2 separate regions of the Oryzias latipes genome follow, and region 1 is linked to region 2. The links are chromatin contacts, called in public Hi-C maps. All regions are on one chromosome and are shown on one strand. The core of a region is the stretch at or near the end of the contact, and the rest is flanking DNA. Distances in the headings are between cores, read along the strand shown.

Evidence for each region. A called contact is a pair of places that touch in the nucleus more often than the background predicts.
Region 1: a Hi-C map of gastrula embryo shows a contact between it and region 2, with 2.2 times the contacts expected there. The contact joins the promoter of p2ry4 here to the enhancer-like site in region 2. A contact is called at or near these places in 5 of 5 Hi-C or Micro-C datasets (embryo, fibroblasts and gastrula embryo).

The regions. Positions count from the first base shown.
Region 1 is chr10:11,196,238-11,199,337 of ASM223467v1, reverse strand. It overlaps p2ry4 (P2Y purinoceptor 4), which reads left to right and starts at 1,600. Exons shown (of 2, transcript XM_004073199.4): 1 at 1,600-1,975.
Region 2 is chr10:11,128,269-11,131,229 of ASM223467v1, reverse strand. No RefSeq gene overlaps it. Among protein-coding and RNA genes, the nearest start is that of LOC111947979, 17 kb to the left of the region's middle. Within about 2 kb of position 1,594, at least 1 of the 8 cell types and tissues checked has an H3K27ac peak or open chromatin away from gene starts, as enhancers often do. A contact at or near this core is called in gastrula embryo, where this site is marked.

The DNA of each region.
Region 1 (3,100 bases), core at 351-2,850, 68 kb before region 2:
TCCTGCTTTGATTCTTTATTTTTATAATTTTACAGCAATTAAAAAGATTCAAGACACCAATTTTATATTATCATTTGCAGAAAAGAAACGCGTTTTCATTTACAATAAAATTGCTGCCACACAGAACACCAGTGAAATGATTATGATGTAAATAAAGTAAAAATCAGAAATGCAAATAGAAACAATGCAGACCTGGATTGTTTCATACAAACAGTCAGATGAGCAGAAATCTTTAATCTGATGTTTTCTCTTTGCCTGGCTGCTCCCTGTAGGGTTACTACAGCTGATTACCTGACTCCATCTAAACCTATCTTCTGCATCCTTTCATCCACAAAACCACCGTCATGTCCTCTTTGATCGTCAATCCTCTCCTTTCCAGAGGAAACCTCTTCTGCTGCTCCCTGCTCTCTCTACAGATCACAACATCATCTGCAAACATCACGGTCTATAGAGATTTCTATAACCTCATCTGTCAGTCTATCCATCACCATAGAATCAAGAAGAAATTCAAAACTGATCCTTGGTGCAGTCCCACCTCCACATTGAACTCCTCTGTTACACCTACAGCACATCTCACCTTTGTCTTCCAGCTCTCATACATGTCACAAACAGCTCCAACATACTTCTCTGCCATTCCTGACTTACTCAAGCCAACCAGAGTTCTTCTTGTATCCTGTCAAAGACTATCTAAAACCATGAAGACACAAAGCAGCGTCTTCAGACATTCTTTGTTCTTGACCAGAAATATCTTCAGAGCAAATATTTATCTGTAGTTATCCTTCTTTGGCATAAACATGTTCACAAATGCTCACTTCTGATCTCAGCCTACAGCTTCTTCCCATCTTTCTATTAACTTTGCTGTGTGACTCTTCAGTTTTTCTCCTCTGTAGTTTCCACAACATCTCTCTTGTTCTCTTCCATCTCCTCATTGGAGATATTCTAAATCTCCAAGATCTTGTTAAGCAAACCATTTAGAAACTCCACAGCCAGCTTTCCTCTCTTTTGTGAAAAAATGTGTCCCCCCCACAGCCATTTCCACCACCGTCAGTCCCTCTGTCCTTAACACCAATTCTCTATCACTTGTTCACCATCTCTATTTCCCTCAGGAATATTGATGTCTGTTAAAGTCGACTCAAATCACCACTCACTCGTCAGCAAAACAGCAAGTTAACAGCACACACTAAAAAAATTCATAGTAAAAAATAACTCAAGTTGACTTATATTTGAGCCACCTCAAGGTTATGGAACTAACTTTTTGCTGGATTATTTTAACTCAGAAAAGGAAAAAAAATCGTGAAAAAACTACAAATTGGGTTAAAAAAAATCTACCGGTACTGTAACAACAACAACAAAGCCTTTTGCTCCAATAAGTAGCCAAAAACCATATCCCAACATAAATAAACCGAGAATTGTGTTAAAGTGTTTTATGAGTGCAAACAACAGCAGACGCGCAGCCGTGTGCGTGAGCTGCCATGCTGTTAATCTGTTTTATGGCTAGTGCTGCGTAAAGACAGAGGCCTCACAAAAAGGGGCGTTACTTTTGACGCGCACTGCGAGTCACTTTTGGACTTGTATTGAGTCCAATTGGAGGGATCAAGGCGGGTCTTTTGGAGCACAACTTTTTTCTTTTTGACGTCCCTGACCTCTGTGTTGTGCATGTGATCCAGTAAAGCTGGCCGTGACGGGGAGGTGAGTTTGTGGGAGTAATTAAGGCGGCGGAATGTCTCCCCTTTCTCAGCCTCCCTCTTTCCCTGCTCTGCTGCGCACCGCGGGTTCGCTTCTGAAGGCGCAGAGAGGCGCTCCTGTTTGAGTCAACTCCACCTCCTTCAACCAAACTCTGACAAGGTTGACTTTAAAGCCAGACGTTTGAGCTCAAAGAGCAGCAAAAAGAACGTTCGAGTTAAAGAAGGAAGTTTTACGCGTCGTGTTAAAATAGTGAAACCACTTGTGGAAGAAGTAATCAGCACTCTGGAAGGTGAGTACTGCAGGGAACTGCTGTTCTGTTCTCATGACAAAAATACTTTAAAACTTAGGAATCAAATATTTGCTGAGACTAAAAATGAAATACAGTTACTTGCAAACAAGTAATAACTGTTTATCATCCAAGATGTATCTACATTTTAGGGACGCAAATGAAGCAGCAAATGCTTACATTAGTTGTGGGATGAAACAAAATGCTAAGGCAAATGTGTTTAATAATTGCATATCTGAAGTTTGGGTGAAAACTATTGGAGAAAACAAGGACAATGTTTTCAAACTGAAGTGAAGCAAGTCAAAAATATTTGCCACTTTAGAGAAGTTAGACACTTTTCTTTGTTATAGGGGGCCAAAAATAAGATCGATTTTCCTTCTAAAATTTCAGCTGTGGTGTTAATGAAGATACTATAGATATTTAATTGTGTCATACATAGAATCAGCAAAATGAAAAAGAGAAAAAATACTCTTTTATTGTCATTGTGACATGTTACACGCACAACAAAAATCCAGAAAGTGTAATTTAGTTACATACTCAGAAAAGGAAACAACGCAATGTATAAATATGAAGAAAAACTGTGAAATTTAATTATAAAAACTATTCCACCCTCATACTAGTCCACTTTTGCATTTCTGTTGCCAAATAAAATATACATTTAGTGATATTATTGAGTTAAAAAACATTTCATTTGTAAATTATTCGTTAGGCTATATAATGTAACATTTTTGTGAACACAAAGAAACACGTGACAAAAGCAGATGGTTTTAAAGTATTCAAGACTTACACTTTGTTTGGAAATACCAATTCTGATGAGCTTTAGAAGAAATCTGTTTATTATTAATTAAACTAATTGCCAGGTTTCAGGTTGCATCAGTGCTCCTGACATGAGTAAGTAATAACATTTCGAAGGCCCCACTAATTTAGAAAGACTTATATTGTTTTTAGTTCAACAGATGCTGCCTATCGGGCATGTGTGAGCAGGATATTATCAAACTCAAAAAACTACAGTGGTGTTTTGAATGTTAATCCTCCATCAGAAAAGTAAAAACGTCCAATAAAAGAGCATGCACTAAATTTTCACGATTGATGTTTTACCCCAAATGACAGATAAATCAAATAATTGAA
Region 2 (2,961 bases), core at 345-2,844:
TTCTGTGATCAGACACGGTTGCGTTTTTTTTTTTAGCAGTTTATATCAGAAGAGGAGATGAAAGTGTTGCGTGAGAAAGGTGCACAGCACGTTGCTGTTTCTCCTCCTCCTCATGCCCAATCCTCTCCACCTCCTTCTCTGCAGAAGGTCTCATTAGTACCAACGAGCTGCAGAGGTAGCACACGGCTGCCTTTGTGGCCAATCCAAACATCAGATCCTCTCCATCCAAGCCCCCCACTTCAGAACCCCCGATCAAATCCCATCTTCAGGCTCTGCAGCTGCCCTGCTCTGCCAAAGCACTTAGCCATGTCATTCTATCTGGCTCTGTGGGCCTCCAAGGAAACAGGCTTGTTTTGTGCTTGGCAGCCTCTGATATGACTCCAGAAATGGAAATGAAGGCATGGATCTTCAGTAGGAGAGGCAGGTGTCCACGGAGATTCAGCCCAGGTGAAGGAAAGAAGAGGGGAGGGGCTGGCTAGAGTGGGTGACTCTGGCTGACGCTAGATCCTTAAGACCAAATGCTGAGCTTGTAACCCTCCCACCCATGCGCTTCCACAGATGCAAACATGCACACGTCTTCGCCATCACCCCTTCCACTTCATCCAGCTCCTCCACCCCAGCACTTAATTGTCCATGTAATGAGCTGCTGTGAATGGGATTACTTGTGTGGAGGTACTTGAGTGCCCTGTACAGCGGGGGCACCTCCTGCAGACCCTCATCTCTAGGGAATACATTTAGGATGATGTCTTCTACAAAGCGCAAGGGCAAAAACTTCAGCTCTGCTTGCCGCATCTGGTCTGGTTACATTAGGCCCTCAACAGCTTCCATCTCCTCTCCTACGCTCTCACCCCCTTTGGGTCTTTTGTTTTCTTAATCATTCATTACATAGAGGTGGCCTTCGCTTGGAAACCTGTGGAGGCAGATGAGGCTTGGAGCTGACCCGTGAAGCACCATCGCATCCCCAAGATGTCTTTGTGATTTGGACACCTGTTATTTTTCTATCCTAGTTATAAATCAGTGAGAAACAAAGAACCTGCACATTTTTGGTTCCCACTGAATGCTAGTGGGCTTTTGAATGATATTCGTTGAGATGCTATGTAGTCAACCAGCTGGAACTAATACAAAAAAAAAAAAATCCTTGTTTTTGAGAAAAGTGTTGCTGCATAAAATCCTGAAACAGGAAGTATTTTTTTGTTTTGTTTTCCGCCAAGGTTATTAAGTGAGATGTATGAGCCAGAGACAAACTGTACTGTGCTGTTAATTTAAATTAAAAGCGTAAAGAAACTCTTTCTGTGGTGCCTGGAGCTGCTTCTCTTCTCACGCTGTTTCTGGTAAAATATTAGCCCCCGTAGCCCACTGCAGTGCTGCTGACAAATAGGGGCCTGTTGTCCCCCTTCTCTCACAGGGGTGAGGGTTAATGATCCCAGTTTCGGGGGTTAAAGCTCGCCGGTAGTCCTTTCTCCTTCACCCCAACAGATGTTGCTAGGACTTTAATGTGGTTATCAAATCGGAGTGCCCTCTAAGCCCCAGGAGCTCATTGTGTGTTGCTGCATTCCTGGCCCTCGCCGTGGTGACAGGGGATCCTGGGAGCCAGGCTGGGCTCCCGCGGAGCCTTCCAGCAGCCCCTTCAGAGCCGACAGCTCCGACAGCCCCTGTCCCCTCACTGCCATCACCTCCACCTCTATGTTCCGGCCCCTGATCCTGTCCCCTTCTGTGTCAAGAAGTCATCCTCCATCTCCTCTCTATCCCATGCTCCCTTCAGCCACCCTTCCCTCACAAATAAAAACCCTCTCTGGCCTTTGCATTCTTGCTCACCCATTCATTCGTCTCAGATGCTCATGTGCCCACCCTGGTGACAAACAAGGAATGGCACAGCAACGATTAAATGGTGTTTAATATGCTTGTAGAGCTGGAGAGTGACATATTACACTGTCTAACCCCTACCACCATGTGTTCACAGTTTTTTTTTTTGAGATTGTTTTAACTTTAAATTCCAAAGATTCATGATGAGTTTTCATTAATTTGTATCTGATAAAATATTAAGCTTCAATATTGAGCCTTTAGAACAGTTTTCTGAGCACTGAGTTTGAAGGAGAGAAGTGTTTTGAATGCTCGAGCTGTAAAATAAATTTTAAATTATCCTTTTCACATGCATTCTTCCCTTTTTTATAAAAGCCTATCTTACACTGAATACTTTTTCAAAAAGCATCCAACAGCAGGCCGGGATAAAGCCAGCCCCTGGTGTAGGTCTGTGTGTGTTCTGAGAGTTTGGGGTGTCACACCCCTCCTAGCCCCTAAAATACGTAGAAAACCATGCAGTCATCATCTGTTCATCTATCCATATAGCTTTGGCTATATGGATAGATGAACAATAGAATTCTACATTTACCGGGCTTGGGACAGGCACAATCAAGTTAGTTTGGTTTGAGCCCTGTTGAGGCTGCATTTAACTTTTTTTTCTTTTTATGTCTGTTCATCTATCCTTACATTTTTTGTGGTCTTTATTTATATTTTTTTGTAGATTGTTTTTATTTATTTTTTTATTTTTTCAGTCACAGCATTTATGCTGTACCCGTGCTTTTATCCGACCTTGTTCCATAGGCATTTTTACTTTAACAGCTGTTATGTTAATGTGTCAATTACTTTATAGAAGCGTCATTCGTTTTGTGGAACAATTAATTTTTAGGTCTCTAGTGCAGTGTTTCCCAACCCTGGTCCTCGTGGGTGGCCGTGGTGCAGCGGTAGGACAGTCGACCCATGATCGTAATATTGCAGATTCGATTCCTGCCTTGCACACCCATGTATGCAAGACACTGAACCCCACCTTGCCTCTGGTGGGAGGTTGGCGTGAGTGTTCTGCAGTGGAGGCACCACCAGTGTGTGAATGTATGTGTGACTGGGTGAATGGGTCTCTGACTGTAAAGCGCTTCGGGCCTTATAGGTAGAAAAGTGCTATTTAAG